Regions from separate parts of the Mus musculus genome. Here region 2 is linked to region 1. A link is a contact called in public Hi-C data. All regions are on one chromosome and are shown on one strand. The core of a region is the stretch at or near the end of the contact, and the rest is flanking DNA. Distances in the headings are between cores, read along the strand shown. Region 1 holds the start of Gm30206 (a long non-coding RNA gene). Region 2 holds the start of Fam20c (family with sequence similarity 20, member C).

Region 1 (7,065 bases), core at 2,177-4,676:
AGCTGGTTGGATCCCCTGGAACTGGGTTAAGGAGAACTGCCAGTCACCATGTGGGTCCTGGAAATTGACCCCAGTCCTCTGCAGGAACAATCACTCTTGACCACTGAGCCATCTCTCTAGCCCAGGCTCTGGACTCTTAAGTGCAGAGTGCTTGGGACTTGAACAGTCTTCTGCAGGGTCGTAATAGTTTAATTACAGAAGAGACGTTTAATGTTTTCCTCCCATCATCCCTTGGGTGCAAGTATCAAATTAGCATATCTTTGGGTTAGTTTGTATTAGCATTTTTGATTTTTAAAACTCCCATTTGAGTTGTTGACCTGAGTCCCATGTGAAAACATTCAGTAAATTTTGGCTTGGGATTAAGATTGACCATGTAACAGTTTCTGAAATGGCCCTCAAAACACTTCTGCTATGTCTCCTTCACATGTATGTGGTTCACTGTCCTCAGCAAGGACGATCATAAAATCAAAATATTGACCAACTCTGAAAAATGTTGAAGTCATTTCTGTATCCTGAAGTATCAAGTATTCCATTAAGATTTTATGTAAAAACAAACAAACGTAGCTGTGCTAGGTGGTGCACTACTTTAAATTAGTCCCAGCACTCGGGAGGCAGAGACTGCTAGGCCTCTGAGCTGGAGGACAACCTAGTCTACAGAATGAGTTCTAGGATAGCCAGGGATGTACAGAGAGACTTGGTCTCAAAAACAAAACAAAACAAAACAAACAAACAAAACAAAACAAAACAAACAGCAATACCATTTATATAATAATACCATCTCACTAGTATGCAAATTTGTTTAATCTTCATCAAAAGGTAAATTATTATATATGCCAATATAGTATTGCTATATGTGATATATATATGTATATATATATACACATATATATGTATATATATGTGTGTGTATAAATATTATATGTATACCAAAGACTTGTTTGAGAATAGGCTTACCTATAATTTATTATCAATAAATTTAAAATTTTGTGTCTATTTTATATACCAGTGTAGCTAGAATTATATAGACATTTCCCAGGTGAATGGAGCCCCAAGGACTGATGGGTATCAGCTGGAGGTATCCGACTGTAGCCACTTGCCATAACCCAATAGAGAATGACTATGGCAGGTAGCTGGAGAAGAATTCTACCTTCAGGCATGGCTGGATCAAGGTGTCTCCATCGCTCCATCTAGTATCTAGTTTCATGCAGGCCATTTTCTGATAGGCTTTCCTTGTGTAGTTCCAGACCCTAATCTACCCAGCAGAAAATCCTTCTTCCCTACCCTCACAATAGAAGTCACAGGACTGGGGTCTAGTCTGCTGCTTTGGGGGTCATATGACTATCAGGCCATATGATCTTAAACCATTCTGTGAGGGTGGGAATGTGGGCTGACAGATCAATCAGTGTGGGTGGTCATGTACCAGCAAAGAATGAAGATGGGTGGAGTTGGCCTGGGAAGGTTGTCACAGGGGCTGGACAGACAGACTCCTCACCCGTAGCATGGGGACAGATCTGCCTCCCTATTGGTTCAGAATCAGAGTCAGGGCTGAAAATCCCACAAGCTTCAAGGGCTGAGGGTATATGTAGGTGATCTGAGGTTTGTGGGAGCAGATGGGGCTGGGAGTGGAAAGCAGGCCGTCTTAGGAAGCTAAGGGGCCGCTCATAGGGAGAGCATGGCTCCTGTCTAGCCTGTGGACAGGACTGGACCTTGCCACAGCCCTGCCCCTAGCTCTCCTGACCTAGTCTTAGATCAATCCCTACCTCAAGTGGCCTTCAGCCTCAGTGGACCGGGGTCCATGAGCTGACAGGGGACAGTTGGAGGCTGGAGATTCTAGGCCAACATCTGTCCCAGTCAGTTTATCTAAACAGAAAACCGAGAAATCATTCCAGACGTCTCAGAAGCTCTGAACACATGTGGCTCGTTCTGCCTTCGTGTCTGGAAACACTGACCCACATCTGTGCGCCCAGGGCTTTTGAGGGAAAGCACGTTCCAGCACCTACCCTGTGTTGGGACAGACCTAGGTCCAGGAAGTGTGGATGGCAAGGATGTGGAAGCTGGGGACATTTGTTTCTAGTGTGCTCCTGTTCCTTCTCTTAGCCTATGTCCCGTGTGACCCAGACCCTAGAGCCAATCACTCACCTGGATCCACAAGTCTCTGAGGCAGGTCTCCATACCTATGGAGGGAGGTGATGAAGCATCCCACTGCTCACTGCTGTTGCTGTTCACTGTCCTGCCTGGGCTGGAAGCTCTGTCCTGCCCTAGGCCACAGAGGCCTGGGCTGAGAAGGATGTGTTCCCACACTTAAAAGCCACAGGGGTGTTTATGAGGCTGAGCAGAGGAGAAAGGCATTACAACAAGGGATTGCATGTGTGAGGCAGGAGGCGTGACGTGACAGCAGCAGGTCAGAGAGAGCCAGCAGCCTACCCTGGACCAGACGCCATTCCCTCCTGATGGCCTGGCTGCCATCCTTGCTCTTCCATATGTTTTTCAAACATGCTGGGCCTCTGGTCTGTGATCAAATGTGTTACATGTGTGTGTATGTGTGTGTACGTACACGTGACTGCAGGTGTGTGATGTGCATGTCTGCGCTGTGTATGTATAGGTGTATGCTGTAACACTTCCTGCCTCACAGATGCAATCCCTTGTTGTAATGCCTTCCTTCTCTGCTGGCTTCATAAACACCCCTGTGGCTTTTAAGTGCAGGGACACAGCCTTCTGAGGCCAGGTCTCTGTGGCCTAGGGCAGGACAGAGCATCGCTGTGTGTTTTTGTGTGCACATGTATACACTTCCACTTGTGTGTGTCCAAGCATGTGAATCTGTGTGCTTGTATCAGTGCCTGGATCTGCACCCTGTGTGCTGGTGTTGAGGACGTATACCCACTCGGCCTGCCCTTGCACTTCTGCTGGACATGCAGGTCCCCCGGCCAGCTGAGTCTACCTGCACTCAGGCATTACAGGGGCATGGTGAGAGCTTCCGTACCCAGGAAATGCTGGCTGGGGACAAGTGGAATTGGTGGCCTGGGTGGGAGAAAGCATAAATCTCTTCTACTTGGATGCAGCTAGACTGGGAACGTGGAGGCCTGACTGATCTCCATACGCCTCAGCTTCACCTGTCTGAAGAGAACATTCACTCAGGTTGCTAGGTAAGGCCACTCTCCTGGTAAACCCCACATGAAGGGTCCAATCTTCCCCTGGCTGATGCTGCCTGCAGACTGGCTTTTGTTGTTTCAGGGACCTTCCAGAGAGGCAAAGGCTAGCAAGGCCTTCTGGGTCCCTTGCTGGACTCTTAGGTTCCTGCAGTGATCCCAGTGCCCCGTGCCCAGCCTTTCTTCCAGTGGCTTAGCCATCCCTTGATTTGTACAGAGTCCCAGCTGCTGTCCCTGCCTCCCAAGTTCAGAGGTCACCCTGGTCAGGAAAGAGCTGTCTTGCTCATCTAACTTCCTGTCTGGGGAGCAAAGCTACCCAGTTCCTTCCAGCCACGACCAACCACATCTACATTCGAGGTTAATAAGAGGTGGAGGCCCTGGGGGGCACTGCAGCAGATGTGCTCTGGAGGGCAGAGTAGTTCTCAGTGGGGGTCCTCTCACCAGTTCAGGGATTGCAAGAGGTCCAGGAGGATGGAATATGTGGCCTCCAAAACAGTCACATATCCCTTGCTCCTTGAATTCCACTGACACTTACAAAGAAAGTCTGGGAGTTGGGGACTCAGATCAATGTCACAATACTTGCCTAGCAGGTGTAAGGCTCTGGATTCTATTCTGAGTGCAGATTGGGGTAGGAAGACACAGAAAGAGCCTGAAGTTGGGCGTGGTGGTGCACACCTGTACTGTGAGCATCTGGGAGGCAGAGGCAGGATGGTCCCCGGTTCAAGACTACCTCTGTCTCAAAAGAAAATGTAAACCCAACTGTGATATCAACGCTCTGGAGGCAGAGACAGAATTATTTCAAGTGAGAGGCCAGCCTGGACTACATCGAGAGGTCCAGTGACAGAGCCCGGGATGTGGCAGGTCCCCAAGCTGGGTGAAGATGGGGATGGCTGCATCACCCTTAGCTGAGGGCTCTTCTTTGTCACCTGGATTCTACACAGAGCACAGGGCCAAGCCGAATAAAGTCCTGACATTCTCATTTAATTTCCTCTTGAGAAATGGCAGCACCATGTGACCTCTCTCTGTGTTTATTATAAATCTAATACCCCGTGTTTCAGTTCAGTGAACGCACATCTTATTTGGAACCTGGGTTTGAAGTCGCCTAAAGCTGGCCGGAATGTAATTGTACTGGTGCATACAAGAGCCTGTTAATTTCTGTTGGGCCTCACAAGCTCTGCACTGGTTTGGGGACTGTCCCTCCTGCACAGTGGGACAGCGTGAGGACCAGGCACTTTTTGCCCAGGATGTGACTGGCATTTTGTGCACTATGAAAATGAAAACGTAATTTTGAAACTGTTCACAGATTGTTTGTTTGTTTGTTTGGACAACAACAAAAAATCATATTACAAGCCATTAGGCCAAGCCCTTTTCTCCCCTCCCCTCCCCTCCCCTCCCCTCCCCTCCCCTCCCCTCCCCTCCCCTCCCCTCCCCTCCCCTCCCCTCCCCTCCTCTCCCCCCTCCCCTCCCCTGTCCTCCCCTGTCCTCCCCTCCCCTCCCCTCCCCTGTCCTCCCCTCCCCTGTCCTCCCCTCCCCTGTCCTCCCCTCCCCTCCCCTGTCCTCCCCTCTCCTTCCCTCCCCTTCCCTGTCCTCCCCTCTCCTTCCCTCCATTTTCTCCCCTCCCCTCCTTTTCCTCCCTCCCTCCCTCCCTTCCTTCCTTCCTTCCTTCCTTCCTTCCTTCCTTCCTTCCTTCCTTCCCTTCTTCTTCCCCTTTTTGATGTAACTCCTCCTGAGAAAGTGGCTGGTCATGGTGCAGCAGCAGACCAGCAGCTGAGCCACAGTGGGGGTTCTGGACTGTTCCAGGTCACCTTATCGTCTGAATAGTGATTCAGCTAGTAGATAGCATGTCCTGTTTTTCACAATATTGCATTTACTTATGCTGTGTGATTGTGCATATTTGGGTAGATTGTCACAGAGTACATGGATGTCAAGGGACAGCATTCAAGCGTTGGTATTTTCCTTCTACTGTGTGAATGTGCAATGTAGGAAAGCAGACACCTTACCCACTGAGTCATCAAAACAGGTTTTTGTTTTGTTATGTTTTTGAGATAAGATTTTACTATGCAGCTCTGGTTAGCCTGGAACTCACTGTGTAGCCTAGGCTGACCTGGAACTCCCAGAGATCCGTCTGCCCCTGCTTCCCAAGTGTGGAGATTAAAGGTGTGCAGCACCAAGCCCTGCCATAGATTGGTTTTTACTTTTAATTCTAGAAATGCATGCTCTCTCTGTGTGGCTATGCACACAGTGCAGGTGCCCACGGAGGATAGAGGAAAGCGTTGTATCCCCTGGAACTGTAGTTACAGGTGGCCTTGAGGGTGTGGATGCTGGGAGCCCAACTCAGGCCTTCTAGAAGAACAGTACATGTTCTTAACCTCCGAGCCACTTCTCCAGCTCAGCAGACAGTATTTCTTTCTCTCTTTTTAAAAAGATTTTATTTATTTATGTATATGAGTACACTATAGCTGTCTTCAGACACACCAGAATAGGGCATCTGATCTCATTATAGATGATTGTGAGCCACCATGTGGTTGCTGGGAATTGAACTCAAGGCCTCAGGAAGAAGAGTAAGTGCTCTTAACCGCTGAGCCATCTCTCCAGTCCCCACAGACAGTATTTCTAACCCCAGGTTCCTGGCACCCTTGAAATGAGATGCTCAGAGCAGTGGCAGGCAGAGAGAAAATTTGGCACACGCTGGTTTTTGCTGCTGTGACAAGGAGACCTCTCTGCCTGTCCTTGGACCACGTGGTGGGGTGTCCAGGCTCCTGTGGGTGACTAATGTCCTTTTACTTCTTCTTCTCCCAACCTGTGTGCCCGCAGTGCTGCAGGGGATAGCTTCCCAGCATGCCCCCCCCCTCTACTGTGCAAGGGTGGCCCTGTCACCATGCACCTGGGCAGATGGTCTTGTGCTGCAGTAGCTTTCCTACAGATCCTCTAGCCTGACCAGGAAGGACACCTTCAGCCTCTCTCCAGTCCAGGCACTGCCTTCTCTGTTCCCCACGAGACCTTTGATGGCTCCCACTGATTAGCTGCCCAAGGAATGTATGCCAACATCTGCTCAAAGGTCAGAATTCCAAACTACAGAAGTCGATTTCTCAGATTTGAGTCAGTAAACATTCTGCATGGGGCAGAGCAACAGATTTCAACAGCACCTACCTAGGGGACCATCTGGAAACTGCCCAGGTAGAGTCAATGGCTGGCATAGGTGGGGACAGGGTATATCCGGGATAGTAGGGGTCAGACAAAGATGGACCTGGGCATTGGAAGAGACACAGGACAACCATGGGTTCCACAATGCCTACATTCACTTTTACAGTTTGGAGAGACGCAGGCTCCAGCCCATGTTCTAAGCTTAGACTGTATGTGCTGAGATCTTCTGGGACCCTGGCTTTGAGACACGCACACTTTGACCTCACAACCCAGGCCTGCCCTGGGGCAGGAAGACTTCCTTGTAGTATCATAATTCAGAAGGTGGGAGAGAACCTGACTTTGGTGAGGAAACTGTGGTGGTCGGGGGAGGCTGGGGGGAAATTGGGGGGTTGGGGAGGGAAGCCTGAGAGCAGGCAGCCATTGGAAATAGGAGTGCATTTATAACGGGAGACTATTCCAAAAAGTTGGGATAGAGGTACAGACAGGTGACCGAGGAAAACACCTTTGTCCTCTGTCTGCCTCAGATGCCCTTAGGGAGACTGCAAGGTATCTTCTCTGGGGAATAGGAAGTGGCTTCAGGGAAGTGAGGTGTCCAAGAGATCAAAGAGGAAACTACTCAGTCCTCAATTCAGGTTGCAGCCGGTCCACATCCCTTCATCTCAATCGCAGGCACCATAGGGCAGACACGGCTGGATGTTGAAAGATAGGAGTCAGAACGTCAGGAGGGACAGACTGGTATAAATGAAGGAGCTGCAGTCCCAAGGTTAAAGAAGGG
Region 2 (7,065 bases), core at 1,463-3,962, 73 kb after region 1:
AACCAAGGCAGGCTATGGTCAAGTGTAGAAAAAGAGGCAAGAGGCCAAAGAATACGGGGTGCTGGTCCTGAGGGTCAGGGCTTGGGACTTTGAGTTCAAAGTACAGGTTCGCTAAAAGCTGCTTTTACACTGCCATGTCTGCACTTTCTTCCCCGGCTGCGGTTCCACCACCTAATAACATACCTTAAGGCCTATAATTCCTATTTACCCTCTAGAGACTCCACAGACAATCCTAACTACCACTAGCCTAGACCCAGAGTGTCAGCGCTATCCCAACACCTCTGTCCTGGGGTCACCAAAAGTGCCCCCACAACAGTGATGTCAGCTGGGAGTGTGTGAGAAGTGACTGTCCGTTCTTCCTGCGACCAGACGGCCTGGAAGTCACAGGCACACCCAGTCAGCCAGAAACCTCCCCAGCTTTCTGCCTTTGTTCCAAAGAACAGGGGCAGGAATGATGCACAGGCCTAAATCTGATTTTAACGAGTGCAGCCATAAGGTGGGGAGGACAGGATGATGGAGCCAATCACTCTAGCTCTGCTTTCTCTGGCCATGAGCTTGTTTGAATGAAGAACAGACCCTCTGGGAGTCTGCGAGGCTGGAGGGGAAGAGGGGCTGCTTTAGCTCTGCTTCACTGGCAGGTGAGGATCCTTCAACTCCAGTCTGTCTACACTAGAATCGAAAGGAGGGCTAGAGCCTTCCGAGATGCCACACCCTCTCCACTCTTTCAGCGGGCCGTTGCTTGATGGTTTCTGGCCAGCGAAGTCCAGAAGGAACCAAAAAGCTCGCATGGGCAGGCACAAGGCACAGGGCCTGGTCCTATTCCAGGGAGAGAAAGGATTTCTGAGGTTGTTTTGGACTGGTGACTCTCTCTCTGCTGCCCGGGGACCTTTGCAGGTTATTTGCTCTAGCCAGCTGGTGGTTAATATTTCACTCTGTTGGGCTTATTTGGATCTGTGCAGCTGTGGGGGTGGGGGTGGGCACAAAGCTCGGAAGACAACTCCAGGATGGTTTACCTTCCTCCAGGCAGGGTGGCCACAAAGGAAGGCCTCCACACTGCCAACAGCACTCCTCAGCCGCTTTTGTCCCCGTGACTGCATTTAAAAGACTTATTAGGTACATTCAGGCCTTCTGGAGACGTCCACCCTGAACAGCTCACCCCATCGCTCTCAGAGCCAGAAGCCCAACCCCTCCCAGGGGAAGGCTGCTCCCACTCTCCCTGGCTGGCTCTCCAACATATTCATTCATCTGCTTCCTCAGCCATCGCCAGGGCTGGCCAGCATGCTTCCTTGTAGGTGGAGCACTGGGCTCTCCTGGCTTCTGGTGGGCCGCCAGCTTCCCACACCAGGGCACTGGGAGCTTCCCAAACCGTTCTCCCTAGAATCATTGTGAAGACAAAGGCAAGAGGCACATCTGCCCCGCCCACCAGGGATCCCTACCAGCCTCTTCTAAGGGTCCCCCAAAGGTACACAAAATGCCTGGCGTGTGAAATAGCTTTCTAGTGGGGTGTCTTTATTCCCGAAGGGTCGGACGCGCTAGCCCCACCCCAAACCTCCTCTTCTCTGCTCACCAGTCAGGATTCTCTGCTGCCTTGGGGTTAAACCTGATGTCGCTGTTCACATTAAACAGGACGTCGTCCTCTGTCAGAGGAGGCACAGCCCCCTGGTAGAGAGGGTGCTCAAACAACTTGGCTAAGAGCGATCCGTCCCCGCTGGGGCCAGGGGGCGGTACCCGCGGTCGGGGCCCCGGGTCTCGAAGCAGCGGCCGATGCGCTGGGTCACGGGGTGGCGGGGAACGGGGCTCCTGACCCCGCGGAGCGTGATCCACCGGCTCTGCTGCAGAAGGCAGCTTCTCCAAGGAGTGGGAGGTTAGGTTAGAGGCTGGATCTGAGCTGAAGTCTTGCAGGATGCGCAGTGTGTGTTTGTTGGGCCAGCCTGCGTCGCCACCGGCGGACTCCCCCGGTCTGCTCCTTGCCTGGGCCCAGCCTGGACCAGCTGCCTCTGCTGCCGGCTGAGCGCAGGAGCAACCGGGCTCCCCGGAGGATCGCGTGGCGCGTCGGTCCAGCTTGGGTAGCAGGTCAACAGCAATGTGCAAAGCGCAAGCCAGTAGGAATACTACCAGGATGAGCACGCGAAACCTGCGCACCAGTATCATCTTCATGGCCGCGCAGGCCAGCGGGCTGGGGGGTTCGGGACGCGCGCTCCACCGGTGCCCCTCAGCTTGGCACCAAGCCCGCAACGACCCGCGGGTCAAGGTCCATTCAGTGTACTAGCAGCTAGCAGCTCGGGGGCTGTCCCCAGACTTGGACGTCGTGAAGGACAACCGCCACCAAAGCACCAGCTCTCCAGGCCATTTCGGGGGGCGGCCAGCGGCCCTCGTCGGTGGAGCGGGTGGCAGTGGTGACAGGGAACGCAGGGGCGTACGAGGGTCTCCGGGACGGCGACCACACTCAGCGGGCGTGTAAGCAGAAGGCGCGGCTGTTCATCCCGTCCAAGGCGCGACAGATCCGATCCAGAGCGCGGTGCTCCCGCTGGGCCATGCCGGGTCCTGGGCAGGCGACAAAGCGGCTCCTCTGTTCTGTCAGGCTGAGGCTGGGAGACCGGGCTGGAGAGACAGAGGCGAGAAGGGGAGCGCGAGGGGGCGCGCAGGGAGAGGCGACGATCTGGCAGGTGCAGCAGGCCGACCCGGAGCGCAGCGCCCGCACCGCCTAGCTCCAGGCGCCCCGCGCCCGGCCCGCTGATATCCGAGCGCGCCGGAGCCGCCCCCCGCGTCAGCGCCCGCAGATTGGCGGAGCCGTGGCCCCGCGAGGCCCGGCCGGCCCGGCGCTAGCCCGCGCTCCCCTCTCTCCTCCCCCTTGGCCGCGCCCCGCGGTGTCGCCGCGCCTCCTCCGCGCTGAGCCGGGAGCCAGAGAGGCCCGGCTGGGAACCCGCAGGCAGCGGTGGCTTCGGCCCTGTGCGCGCGGCTCTCGGCCTGGTAGCCTGCGTCCCTGAAGCTCCACGCGCCGCCAGTTGCAGCCGCACAGCTCCTCCCCGGCGAGTGGAGGCCAGAAAACAGGCCAAGTCCCTCCCCGAAGCCCGCGGGGCGTCTGCGCGGCCGGACAAGCTCCTCTCCGGGCGGTGTCCTGGCACCTCGGGTACCCGCAGCCCACTAGGTGGAGGACGAAGAGACGACGTTGCCACGCGGCGGAGAGAACGGCGGAGGAGCGCGTTGGGCCCCCGATCCGATGGGACTCCAGAAGCTCGGCAAGGCTGCCGGGCCCACCCCACCCCAGGGGACACGCCTGCGCCTTAACCCTGGCGGCGCCGCGCGGAGCCTGGCTGAGTGGCGCGGATGCGCGGGCGGTGGGCGGGGCGCGTCTCGCTGCCTGCCCTCTGGGATGCTAAATCGGGGTGCACAGTAAAAAGAGATCTGCTTTCACCACGTGGCTTCATTTGTGGCCACAGGGCTTCTGGATCCCCAACCCCTAGTAGGAAGTAGGAATCTCTGGGAATTTCTGCTAAAATTCTGGGAAGGTAAGCGTGAGAGGGTCAGCCACAGATCCACAAGCTGAGCAGACCTCAGGGCTTCAAGCACCTGCAGATTTCCACAGCAGCCCAAGCCAACTGCTGTGTAAGGGACTGAGGGGCGGAGTCTGTGCTCTACGGAGCCCCTCTTTGTCATGCTCTCTTGGCTGTGCTCCCCGGCCCTGGAATGCTCTCAGCTCGAGTTCTCTATGAATCAAGTGCACAACTCATGTTCTTTCTGAAGATTCAGCGACAAGTCTGTGTTAGTTGACGTTCAGTAGACACCCACTAGCTGCTTGTTAGGGACGAAGAGAGTCGCAGCCAGCTAGCTGGTCAGCAAAGGTGCCTCCTAGGCCTTTAGAAAGGAAGAGAGGGTGGAGTTCCACACTCCTGTAACAGGAGCTGATGCCTGTGTTGGGCAGCATAGTGGAAACCCAAGAGTGCAGTGGGTGGGGTCTTAATAGAGGTGCACTCCCCAAGAAGGTATGGCTTACATCATGAAAACTGAGGCATTCTGCATTCATCCGGCCCTCCCACTCACACAGACAATGAGTTTGTGTGTGGAGATGGTGGGCCTGAGGTGGGAGTAGGACGGAAGCACCCACAACCTGGGACCTCTGGAGAGAGACGAATGTCATCAGGGTAGAGTCACCTGCTCCTGGGAGCATCAGTTCGTGGGGCTTCCCATTGTCTCCTGGTGTCCTGGACAGTCCGTTCATCACAACTGTGTGGCTTCTTAGGGGAATTCCTGGCTCTCTGGCTCCTACCCTAAGGAAGCAGGGTGCTGTAGCCAGTGTAAATGCAGTGGACCTGCCTGCTGTTTCTGCAACAACACCTGTTGCTGTCTGCTAACATAACTCTCCTTTGTTTCTTTCCGCCCTTCTGCCCCAGGATGCAGGCACTTCACAGAGGGTCTCAGAAGAGGCTCTGCTCTCATAGCTCCACCCAGAGGCCCCAAGAAGGCCAAGGTGATTCATGCAGAAAAGGTTTCTGAAGGTATAGTTCTCCCTCAGAGGAAGGTGGGACACACTCTGTGCCCCCAAGTGCTTTGAGCTGAGGAGGAATTAACACAGAGACACATACAGATGACAGGCATGGGGAAACAAGAGGGAAAATGGTGACACAGATATACAAACACATAGGGGCACATAGACATGTTGACTCAGACACAGAGACAGACACAGGTACACACATACACACAGAGGTGACATACAAGTCAAAAATGGTGACATGGACATACAGGTGTGCATAGACATACTCACACAGATGTACAGACACAAGTACACACACAGATGACACACAGATACATATAAAAACTGATTCCCACCCCCCCACACACACACACATGCACACAAGAGCTGAGCCTCACTAGGCCTCTCTACCTTATGGCTGTCTGGGCAGATACCCCACCTCACTTGCCTGAAGAGGACCCTGATGTTGGCATACAGCACCTGTCAGAACCCAGGGGATAGCTCCGTAGCATTTTTTTTTTCTGCCAAGCTGGAGCTCCAATAAGCCATTGGGAAACGTGTCATGTGTTCAGGCTTACCAGCAGGATGGTATAGCTGTGAGAGAAGCCTGCTACTTTATCAGGTTGGCCAGGGAAGCCCTCGAGACAGTACACTTAATGCCATCTAGAGCATCAGTATCCCCCTTTGTCACGCTGCATCTGGTGCCTATGCAAGGACTGCTGAGCAAAGGCACACCAGAACAAGAAGGCCTACAGAGCTGGGGCTGAGTGGGGAATTTGAGTGAAGGACTGGGGGCGAGATGGAAGCAGTGGCAGTTTTGGGGTGCTCCCTTGGGACGCCCCACAGGTAACTCCCAAATAGTGTCTCCAGCGAGGCAAGCTGTGAGAGGGTAGGCGACAGAACCAGAATGGGGCCAAGTTCCTAGCTGCTGTTGTTAGTTTGGCCACAGAGGCGTAGAGAAGGTTCCAGAAAGGGGAAGAGTCTATAGTGTGAACATAGGGGGTCACCAGAGCCCAAGGACTGAGTCGCCACACCTGTAGGCACAGATAGAGCTGGAACCAGGAATGGACTGGGGATTTCCACGTGCCATAGGCAGGTTTGGTCCCAGGAACTAAAGCAGTAGAGGAAAAACTAGAGACGTCAGAACTGGACTAGGCCAGGAGGGATGGGACTATGTTGGGAATACGGCTAAAATAACTCCAAGTAAGAAATTCCAGAGCCCAGTGCATCTCCAGGAAGCCAAGAAGGACAGCAGGTCAACCTGAGCAGCTGAAGGACAGAGGGACAAAGCAAAGAGGGGAGTAGAGCCCAGAGAATGAAGTATTATTATTCCCCAAACAAGACCGAGTGTGGGGAGACCAATCAGGGCAGCATGCAAAGTTGAACCTGCCTGCCTTTACTGAGGGACTCTTGGTTTTTTTTTTTTTTTTCTAGGTAGAGAGAGAAGGAGGGAGAAGGAGAGGGAAGAGAGAGAAGAGAGAGGGGGGAGGGAAGAGAGAGAAAGAGAGAGAGAGAGAAAGAGGGAGGGAGAGAGAGAGAGGGAGGGAGGGAGGGAGGGAGGGGGAGGGAGGGAGGGAGGGAGGGAGGGAGGGAGGGAGAGAGAGAGAGAGAGAGAGAGAGAGAGAGAGAGAGTTTTCTTGGTCTATAGAAATCTTCTCCCACTGAAGGGGACTCCTCTTGTTTCCAGAGCTTTCCATGATCCTGTTGTGTGTATCAAGGCAGCACAAAATAACTGATTTGCCAAAGAGCCACCGTTGCAGCTTATTCTAATCTCATGCAGTCATATCTTCATGCCCTGTACTCATATAAGGGCATCTCCCTGTAGACATACTGGAGCATATATCCTGGACCCCTACACTTAGGTGTGGGTACATTCTTGTGTCCTATAGCTATATTTGCCATCTTATCCTGACTTCTACCTATAAGAGAAAGCAGAGAAGTGGGGTGGAGTCAGGAGATGCTGGTAGCACATATTTTCAGTTGCTAGGTGGTTGAGGAATTGTGAGGCTTTGAACTTCACGCAGGAACTCACAGAATCCTCGGAACACTCTTTAATGAACACTTCTCTCTATCACCCATCTGTCCACCAACTTAAGTCAAGGAGATCTGCCTTGGAAGACCTGGGTTGCCTGAGTCAATACTTGCCTTCTGCACTCAGGAAGGTAGCTGAGCACAGAGCAGTGGGCAGGGCGGGCTCAGGGTCAGCAAGGACCCCAGAAGGATTGTGAAAGGAGAGCAAGCACTTTGGGGAGTCCAGTGAACTGAGAGCAAAGCCCTGTGGGGAGAGACAGACTATATATAAGATCAGAGCTGGGCTCTAGAGGGCTCTTTCCCAAGGGACAGCTGAGAGCAGTGAGCTGACAAGCAGTCTCTCGACTTCTGCCCCCAGTTGCCTATTGCTCTTGGAACTCCTGGAGTCAGAGGAGATGCTGTGTGCAGCTGAAATCTTGGAGAGCTATAAATCCCTGGCTGGCCTGCCTAGAGGTTCACTGCTAACCTTAGTAACAGTGCTGTTTGCAGGTGAATAAAGGTTACACAAAGACTCAGGCCCAGTGAACATCTGCCTCTCTGTGACAAAGAAAGAAGCTGGGTGT

The links. A called contact is a pair of places that touch in the nucleus more often than the background predicts.
Region 2: a contact with region 1 is called in a Hi-C map of neutrophils, with 1.9 times the contacts expected there. The contact joins the promoter of Fam20c here to the enhancer-like site in region 1. A contact is called at or near these places in 5 of 39 promoter capture datasets (the 3T3-L1 cell line, hippocampal neurons, liver and 1 more), 11 of 484 Hi-C or Micro-C datasets (the G1E-ER4 cell line, cumulus cells, embryonic stem cells and 5 more), 10 of 115 datasets of contacts at active chromatin or transcription factors (bone marrow-derived macrophages, embryonic stem cells, hepatocytes and 3 more) and 2 of 9 other capture datasets (adipose tissue and pancreatic islet).

The regions. Positions count from the first base shown.
Region 1 is chr5:138,824,417-138,831,481 of GRCm38.p6, reverse strand. It overlaps Gm30206 (a long non-coding RNA gene), which reads left to right and starts at 6,256. Exons shown (of 3, transcript XR_377163.1): 1 at 6,256-6,323; 2 at 6,457-6,632. Within about 2 kb of position 3,426, at least 16 of the 459 cell types and tissues checked have an H3K27ac peak or open chromatin away from gene starts, as enhancers often do. A contact at or near this core is called in bone marrow-derived macrophages and neutrophils, where this site is marked.
Region 2 is chr5:138,750,728-138,757,792 of GRCm38.p6, reverse strand. It overlaps Fam20c (family with sequence similarity 20, member C), which reads right to left and starts at 2,712. Exons shown (of 10, transcript NM_030565.6): 1 at 1,568-2,712. The coding sequence starts at 2,157.